Regions from separate parts of the Mus musculus genome. Here all the other regions are linked to region 3. Evidence: chromatin contacts called from public HiChIP or PLAC-seq data. All regions are on one chromosome and are shown on one strand. The core of a region is the stretch at or near the end of the contact, and the rest is flanking DNA. Distances in the headings are between cores, read along the strand shown. Region 1 holds the start of Zmym4 (zinc finger, MYM-type 4). Region 2 has its middle 16 kb from the start of Sfpq. Region 3 holds the start of Gjb3 (gap junction protein, beta 3).

Region 1 (2,700 bases), core at 134-2,633, 360 kb after region 3:
GTGAACATGTTTCTTTTTGTTCTACCCATAAGTGAAACAAAAGATAACAGGCCCAAGGGAGAATCAAGGACCAGCATGGAAACTTTCAGCCATTTCAGTGTTCAGCCAATGTTCCTGGGTTCAAAGAGCTACTGACTTACACACAGAAGTACAGCTGTAGAGCAACTTTCACCCTGTGAGCAGAGGAGCTCTGGGTCCCCTTGTATTGCCATGGAGAATAACAACTCTTCAGAGACTTAAACATTTTTTTTAATTAGTTCTTTGGGGATTTCCTAGTATACCAGCAGTCCAAGCACTTGGTCAAGGCAGGAAGACCAGCAGTTTCAGGCCACTCTGGGTTACATAGCAACCTAGCTCCAACCAACCCAACTCCAACCAATCCAACTCCAACCAACCCAACTCCAACCAACCTAAACTAATTTCCTTGTATTTTTTACTATATGTCTGTCTGTTGTGCCTATGTCTTCATTAAGAATCCAAGAGGGGACTTCAGCTCTCATTATCTTTGGCTTCGTTGTGCTTCAGGGAAGATAGTGCCTACCCTTGGATTTCCTGCCTTGACAGTTCAAGCTCCTATTCTTTAAGTCAGACCCTCAAATTCCTTCAGTGGAGGCAAATGATGGCACACAGCAGTTGCAGGTCATCACCATGAAACTTCTCAGGAGAGCAGCCATGTTCTTGAACTATCAAGACTCTTGACATTTTATGTTCTTTTGCCTTGACGACAGTTTTGTGTGTTCAGAATCCTGGAGGAATGCAATTCCAGACTGTGTTCTAGCTCCTCACCAGCCACTCGATATCTTGAGGTAAATTAATTTATTTCAAATGACCATACTGGCAATGTTAACTTTGAAAGCAATGGAGTAGATGGTTTCTAAGATCCTTTTTCATTTTAGTATTCTAATGGCAAGCAGGTATTGAGGAAATTGTCTTCAGTTATTGGTTCTGCCTTCAACACTACCAGTGGATCTGGTTTTAAGGTTGGAAGTTGTTCCTTGAGAGTCGACGCCCTTTACTTGACAAGCTGTTGGTTTCTCCTTCAGATAACAGTCTTGTTTTCTTCTTGGTTGGGATTCTTCATGTTCATAGGGTCACTGAGAACTTTGGCTCATCAGGGTTCTCTCCTTTTGGCAATATCTCTGTAGTCAGGTGTAGGGTGGTGATGTGAACCCCTCACTGACATTTCACCAGATAGTCCTTCCATTAAGATCTTTCATTCTGACATCATCCCTTCGTCATGGTCCCTTTAAGGGAGCGGCCATAGTTGAGTGGTGGGAGCAGCTGCTGGCAGCAAAGAGACTAACAGGATTAGGCCTAGCCTGGGCCACTCACCGCGCACGCTCAGGACCGGGGGCTTGGTGGGAAAGGGAGGAGGGGCTTGTGGCGCGCCTGCGCATCAGGGGCGCGCGCAAGGGGCTGGTTTGGAGATCCCTTTAAGAAAACCACTGGCGGAGGAATTTCTCTGAGAGAAAATAATCCTCCTCACGGGGCCCCTTGGAGGCCATTAACCCCCCGAGTCCCGGCCCCCCTGCCCCGGCAGGCCCTTGCGCCCACGCGCCCGCCCGTGGGACCCCAGGAGCTGCGGCTAAGCGCGCGGGCCTCCGCCCCCCTCGTCACTCCCGCGCCAGGCCCGGCGGGGGCCGAGGGGGACCGAACCGCAGCGGGTGAAGCGCCGGTGTCTGCAGTGTGGGCGGGGGCCGAGAGGGGCCGCGGCCGCCGCGCCGGGAGCCGCCGCGGTTCCGAGCGGGGCCCAACATGGCGGAGCGGGAGGTGGAGACCGGCCCCCGAAAGAGGGTAGGTGAGGTGAGGCCGCGGGCCGTCTGCGGGCTGCGGGCTGCGGGCAGGCGGGCGGGCGGGCGGGCGGGGGGCGGGGCGCGGCCGGCCCCGAGCAGCCCGGAGCTCACGGGTGGCGCGGTGGTCGACGGCCGGAGGGAGGGGCGGCCCGAGGCGGCACCGGGGTCCCCTCGGCAGGTGGGACAAAGCTCGGTGGCCGGCGGGGAGGGGGAGGGGCGGGGGCCGTGGTCCGCTTGGCTCCCCTCCCTTTGCCGGCGTGTGGGTGGTGGTGCGTATTCGGGGGGGGGGGGAGCCTGGGAGACGCAAGGTGTCAGACTCCGCTTCTGCATCCTCGAGGAAAAGGGAGTCTATGGAAGTTTCTCTGGGGAGAGGTCAGGTGGGGGTAGAGGTGGCGGGAAGAAGTCGTGGAGGATTGGTCGTTTCCTGAGGAGTAACCGGGAGGGTGCTGCGGGAACCCCGGAGCCAATTCATCTTCCTGCCTCCACTCCCCTCCCCCTTGACCGTTATCAAGCCCCAAAGTGGACATGGTGCTCTCTTCACCTTAGAAGAAGTGGGGTTGTCGTCTTGAAGTTGGGGGAATGTGTTCTGATAGCCACGGATGTGTTATAGTCTAGCATTCTTTACCTGCAGTTAGTAACGTGGAAGAGTGACAAGTTTTGTCCTTAGGATGTACCCAGCCAGCCTTGCCTGCCCTAGGTAAAGCCTTGTCTACACAGGAGTTGTAAGCCGTTTAAAAGTTTGTCTTGAAACTTTTTTTATTTTTAATTTAGTTGTGATTCATTTTCTTCAGATGGAGAACAATACTATCCACTGAGTAATGTTTTTCAAGGCTTTTTTTTTAAACTTCCCCTCACCCAGCATGTTAAGCATCAAGTTTGTTAAGTTTCCTATCAGGAGTTTTCCTTT
Region 2 (2,700 bases), core at 153-2,652, 330 kb after region 3:
AAAGGAAAGAAAGAAAAGAAAAGATAAATTTGGAGCTGGAGAGATTGCTCAGCAGTTAAGAGCAGACTGCTTTTCCAGAGATCCTGCATTCAATTCCCAGCAACCACATAGTAGCTCACAACCACCTACAGTGGGACCTGATGCCCTCTTCTGGTGTGTCTGAAAACAGCTACAGAGTACTTATGTAAAATAAAAAAATTCAAACCCTAAGTTATGAGTCTCACTTTATATTTTTTATGTCAATCATGTGTATATGTGCATGTCTGTGTGCTGGTGTGTAGGTATTTGCATGTGAATGTCGGTGCCTGAGGAGATGGAGTTCCAGGGAGTTTTTCCCATGCTTGACCCTGGTGCTGGGGAATCATCAGGAAGAACAAATACATGCTCTTAACCCATGAGCCATCCCCAGCCTAACTTCACTTTCTCCAACACTAAGACTGAAGCTAGGTCCTCCTACATGCTGGGCAACTGTTGTGCCTTCTATATAGCCTCTGCCTTCTTTTTACTTCTTGAGACGGACGCACTAAGCCCTGGTTGGGCATGAACTCATCCTGTAGCCAAAGTGTGACTTTGAATTTTAACAGTCTTTCCGAAGGTGCGATAATTAAAGGACCGACTGTTCTTCCTTCCGTTTGTTTCCCTCACCTCACAACAATGGCGACCGTAAGTAACTCCCTCACAGCGTTATTGTGAAGGCTAGACGCTAATAGTTTTAGGAAAGGCTGTGGTCCCCAGGCCTAGGGAATTTTAGGTACTCAACAGATGAGTTCTAAATGCAGCATCTCCCTTCTCTTGGCGCTCATACTAATAAAGAAATGAGAAGACAGATTCAGAATCGGTTTTTCCATCATCTGAAAAATGCTCACGCACGAAGACTCCGGGTAAGTATAAGTCCTGTTGTTGCCTGTGTTCAAGGCAAGGCAGTGTTAGCTGAAGAGAGCATCTAAATGAGTTACTCTGGGGTTGCATTAAGCCTCTCTGTTGTTCCAGCATAATGGATGACTTACACAATGTAATCTTTAGAGTTAGTTGTTCCAGGCAAATTACTCAGGTGAGTGACCGTGGGCAGGCGTTTCTTCCCGAACCCCACACTCTTTCACGGCCTGGATTAATTGCATCTCTTTCCTCGCCAGCATCTTTGCGAATCCCTCCCACAGACCCAGGCTGCCCACCGGCCTCAGGATTGATGGCGGACAGCAGGGAGGGGCCGAGTACAAAAAGAGGGGGTTGAATTATTCTAAACAAACACAAATCTAAGAGGGCAGAGGTAAAAGAAGACCGAGGAGGGAAAGAAAGAGTGTTAAGTGGGTTTTCCGGAAAAGATCCCCAAAGAGGTTTGGCTTGCAGCCCCGCGAGCCAACCTCCGCCCCTCCCCCAAGCCTTCTTCCCAGTGCTGAATTTTAGAGCGAGTGAGCCACGTGCTGGCTGCCTGCTCAGCGCCCTAGGGGAGAGGATTCGAGCGAGCTGGAGGATCTGCCTGCTCAGGCTGCTTTGCACAATTGGCCACAGTGCTTTGGTAAGAGCTGATTCCTCTAGGTGCTCATGTCCTGAAACTCTGAGCAGCGTCTTTGTAAAACCAGACTGAATACAAGCACATCACCTATCCCTTTGGGGTCACAGTTTCTACTCTGCCGGTTCCCTCCCTCATCAGGGACCAGAAGCAAGTGGCCTCTCTTCTATCTTTTCTTGCAATCCCTCTCTTTAAAGGAAATTACCACAGTCGCATAAATCTGTAACTTTTGATCCTAGATAAACTGTGGGGAGAAGCGTACCTGGCTGTTGCCAGGTAACTGGGATGGAGCTTAGACAGAATGCTAACACAAAATCATTGTAAGGGTCCTTGATTCCCTAAACAATGACACCCCAGACTCAAATAAAGGCAGCAAAGAGTGTTTTATTCTGCTGAAGTCCAGCATGCTGGGGTCTCTCCATTACCAAGATAGAGAAACAACCAAGTGAGCTTGCAGACCTGATTTAAAGCACATTAGAGGGTTCTGTGATAGTGGACCTTTATGTTAATCGGCTGGGTCATTTCTGTAGACATTCCATTACCAGGTTGTGGGGGCTGGAAACTTGCTGGAGAGGTCTGGAAACTGTTGCTGAGGAAGCAGCTGAGGAAGTCTGGAAACTGCTGCTGACCCATTGTCCTTGCCTCAGGCTAGGTGGTGGGGCAGCTTCTGAGGCCTGGACTTGCCTGGAATTGTCCAGTTCTTGAAAACAGCGATTTAGGCAGAGTCTCCTTAATTGTCAATTTGAAACCTGTCGTGGAATCAGCCTGGCCCTTCTCACCTTTAAATCTAAAACAGTAATACTTCTAATCTTTTACTTGATGTTTTAACCAATTCCATAAAAAAAATTCCTTTGGGCTGTTCTCTATCTTCTCAAGGAATTGCCTATACCCGATTTCTTTAAAACAAAACAAAACAAAACATCCTGGGCTGGAGAGATGACTCAGTGGTTAAGAGCACTGACTGCTCTTCCAGAGGTCCTGAGTTCAATTCCCAGCAACCACTTGGTGGCTCCCCACCATCTGCAATGGGATCAGATGCCCTCTTCTGGTGTGTATGAAGATAGTGACAGTATATATATATTTTATATATATATAAAATCTTTAAAAAATACCAAAAAAAAACAAACAAAGCAGACAAAGATGTCTTATGAATAATTACAAACTTTTTTTTGACATTAGTTTCAAATCTA
Region 3 (2,700 bases), core at 22-2,521:
GGAAGCTGGGGGTGGAAGGTGCTTCAAGAAGAAAGGCGGGACTCTGTGACAGCTGTTTCAGGAGGTCACGGATTTATTACTGTGTGGGATTTAGCATCGTGGAGATCAGAGTTACCTTGACAAGGCTTTTCTTGTAGCACAGCAGGGACAGAAATCTTCTGGTGGGTTGAAGCATGAGTGGGAGGTGAGGAAATGGGACCAGGCATTTTGCTCTGAAGTCTAGGGAAATAATTGAGAATGAGCAGCAGGTGGCAGGGTCAGGGTCCCCCAATCCCATCACCCAGGCACATTAGCAGAGTCATCCAGAAAAAAAAAAAAAAAAAAAAAAAACAACAACAACAAAACTGGCACTGCCCAGCCATAGTGCTGATAATTGCTCTGCCCATAGCAAGCACAAGGTAGCCTCTGCCACAGGGCTTTGCCGTAGCCAATGCCAACGTCACTGAGGTCCCTGGAGTTGGCTCTGTTACTTCTATGTGTCCCTGGGTTTATCTCGGGGCCTCTCCTTTTCTCTTTTCAATGTAGATCAGAGATCTTTCCTTTGCGTGCTGTATGAATGATATGCAGCTCCTAAGAGAAGCAACCTTGTCTCAGGCGCTCCGCTCAGGCGAACGGGAATCCTTCTGGGTAGTAGGAGACAGTAACAGAGCCTCCTAATGTAGGCTGCCTTTTGTAGATCAGAAGCCCGCATCAATGGATATCGTCCCAGCAAGTGGAATGAATGGTTACCAGGGTCGGGCATCAGTCATCTCTGTCTAGACAGTGAAGCCTCGGGCAAGGTTGTGAGTAAGATCTGGGGATCCCAGGGAAACCCTGGATTTCCGTTCCTGGGGCGATAGGGCTTTTAGGATCTCAGTCCTGGCCCACGAATAAGACTGAACATCTTAGTCTCCAGAGCCCCTCAAGCGCAGGTCTCCCACCCTTCACAAGCTGGGCCTCCCACCCTGCTTCACACTCCTTTGGGCAGACTGGGTCATCTAAAATCTCTCCAAACACCATCCTTGCCCCTGAGATTTCTTTTCCTGGTTGTGTCCCTTCCGGTGGCCAGCACAGTGTGAGCCCCGAAAGACTGTCTCAAAGATACACTGCCTCCCTGGAAAATGCCATCAGGGATGCAAACAGGGCGGGAGGGGGGCCCCCAAGAGCGTACGAAAACTTTGAAACTTTGCAGCAGGCTGGGATCCAAATGGGCAGGGCGCAGACGGGGTATCCGTGGTAACCAGCGTAGGCGTGTCATTTATTGCCATCCCTACTGCCACGGCACTTAACAGTTTGCAAGGTGTTTCACACCCTAATGTCATTGCAGTCCTTGCAACAGCCCTGCCAGTGGCCACCAATGCCCCCATTCCACAGGCGAGCACGCGGAGCCTCCGCAAAGGAGCCTGCTGTTCCCTAGTCAGCGCAGCTGCTCCTGGATTAGAACTTGCATCCCTGAGGCGACTCCGGGCTCCTCCCCGGCCGCCCCTCCTCCACGCTGCCTCTGGCTGTGCTGGCCAGGAGCCTCACCGAGGCCACAGAGCTCGGCTTGGCTCCCGCCTCGTTCCTCCTCTGCTGTGGGTCTTGGGCACGTGGAGCCAGGCTCCCACGGTGGCGGCGCCGCTGACTGTAAGTACCGGGAAGGGGCGACAATCCAAGGCAGCTGAGAACCCCTCTCTATGGGGATCCCCTGGGGGGCTGGACTGGGGCCTGCCCACGCGCCCAGCATGGAGATTTAATGCTGCAGAAGCGCAGGGAAGGAGCACCCTAACCCAAAGCTCTGCTCCCCGCCCCCACTCCCACTTCCACCCCACACACTCATACATACACCAGCATTCTGGAGCAGGTGGCGGTTCCGGACACTGGAAGGTTCACAGAAGGGGACATACACACCCGCACGCGCGCGCGCGCGCGCGCGAGTCACAGGTTCACAAAGCTCCCAAACTGTCTAGAAAGGAAGGAAACGGGGCCCGGGGCCCAAGAGGGGAGCTATACCTTTGGGGCCAGCCACAGTGCTGCGGGGTAGAAAGAGATGGAGCGGTTGGGTCCCGCAGCTGGATAAAAACTGGATTAAAAAAATAGTAATAATCGTTCTAGTAGCTGGAAACGGGAGTTGGGGGGCAACAGGGGATCCAGAACCGGCTCTGCCAGTCCTCAGCACGGGCTAGGCGAGAAATTCTTTTCAGGTGAGTCTGTCTCGGGGTGTGTCTTAGAAGGGACTAGGTAGCCTGCACCAAAATGGGGAGCCCCAGACGTGGCATCCTTAGGGGGTACCGGGTGGAAGGAACTCCTCCTCCCCTTCACTCTCCTTGAGCACTCCCAGGAAGAGCCGGCTGGGGAGGGAACAGTCGAAGATTCTTGCAGTAATCCAAGATAAGAGATAAGGAACAGGGTTAGCGACATTACAGAATTCTCTTGGATTTCTCCCAGCTAGTAAACGCAGTCCTGGCATTTCCTGGGGGGTCAGAATCCAGGTGCTAATCTTTGGCCCTCCCTGGAAGGTTTAAAAGTAAGTGCCAGGACCAAACCCATAAGGGTCTTCACGCTCTAGGGCTTCCCAGATACCCCCATCTAGTCGAGAACTGAGATTCTCAAAAGACAGACCCTGTGGAGGGCAGCAATACTGCCATCTAATTCCTGGCTCGGTTGGTCCTCTGCCGTTCTGCCCAGCCCTCCCACAGCCTCTCTGAGAACTCCACTCTCAAGCTCTGAATTGAGTGTGCA

The links. HiChIP or PLAC-seq counts read pairs in DNA pulled down with a chosen protein or histone mark.
Region 1: a contact with region 3 is called in an RNA polymerase II HiChIP or PLAC-seq map of embryonic stem cells, with 9 read pairs. The contact joins the promoter of Zmym4 here to the promoter of Gjb3 in region 3. A contact is called at or near these places in 1 of 39 promoter capture datasets (pre-B cells), 1 of 484 Hi-C or Micro-C datasets (embryonic stem cells), 4 of 115 datasets of contacts at active chromatin or transcription factors (embryonic stem cells and pancreatic cancer cells) and 1 of 9 other capture datasets (liver).
Region 2: an H3K27ac HiChIP or PLAC-seq map of embryonic stem cells shows a contact between it and region 3, with 6 read pairs. The contact joins the enhancer-like site here to the promoter of Gjb3 in region 3. A contact is called at or near these places in 2 of 39 promoter capture datasets (hippocampal neurons and pre-B cells), 2 of 484 Hi-C or Micro-C datasets (cortical neurons and olfactory sensory neurons) and 3 of 115 datasets of contacts at active chromatin or transcription factors (embryonic hindbrain and embryonic stem cells).

The regions. Positions count from the first base shown.
Region 1 is chr4:126,966,910-126,969,609 of GRCm38.p6, reverse strand. Zmym4 (zinc finger, MYM-type 4) reads left to right here and starts at 1,383. Exons shown (of 30, transcript NM_001114399.2): 1 at 1,383-1,794. The coding sequence starts at 1,756.
Region 2 is chr4:127,003,998-127,006,697 of GRCm38.p6, reverse strand. No RefSeq gene overlaps it. Among named protein-coding and RNA genes, the nearest start is that of Sfpq, 16 kb to the left of the region's middle. Within about 2 kb of position 1,402, at least 68 of the 459 cell types and tissues checked have an H3K27ac peak or open chromatin away from gene starts, as enhancers often do. A contact at or near this core is called in cortical neurons, embryonic stem cells and hippocampal neurons, where this site is marked.
Region 3 is chr4:127,329,407-127,332,106 of GRCm38.p6, reverse strand. It overlaps Gjb3 (gap junction protein, beta 3), which reads left to right and starts at 1,271. Exons shown (of 2, transcript NM_001160012.1): 1 at 1,271-1,605. Gm40251 (a long non-coding RNA gene) reads right to left here. Exons shown (of 4, transcript XR_868156.3): 1 at 1,972-2,700; 2 at 116-219.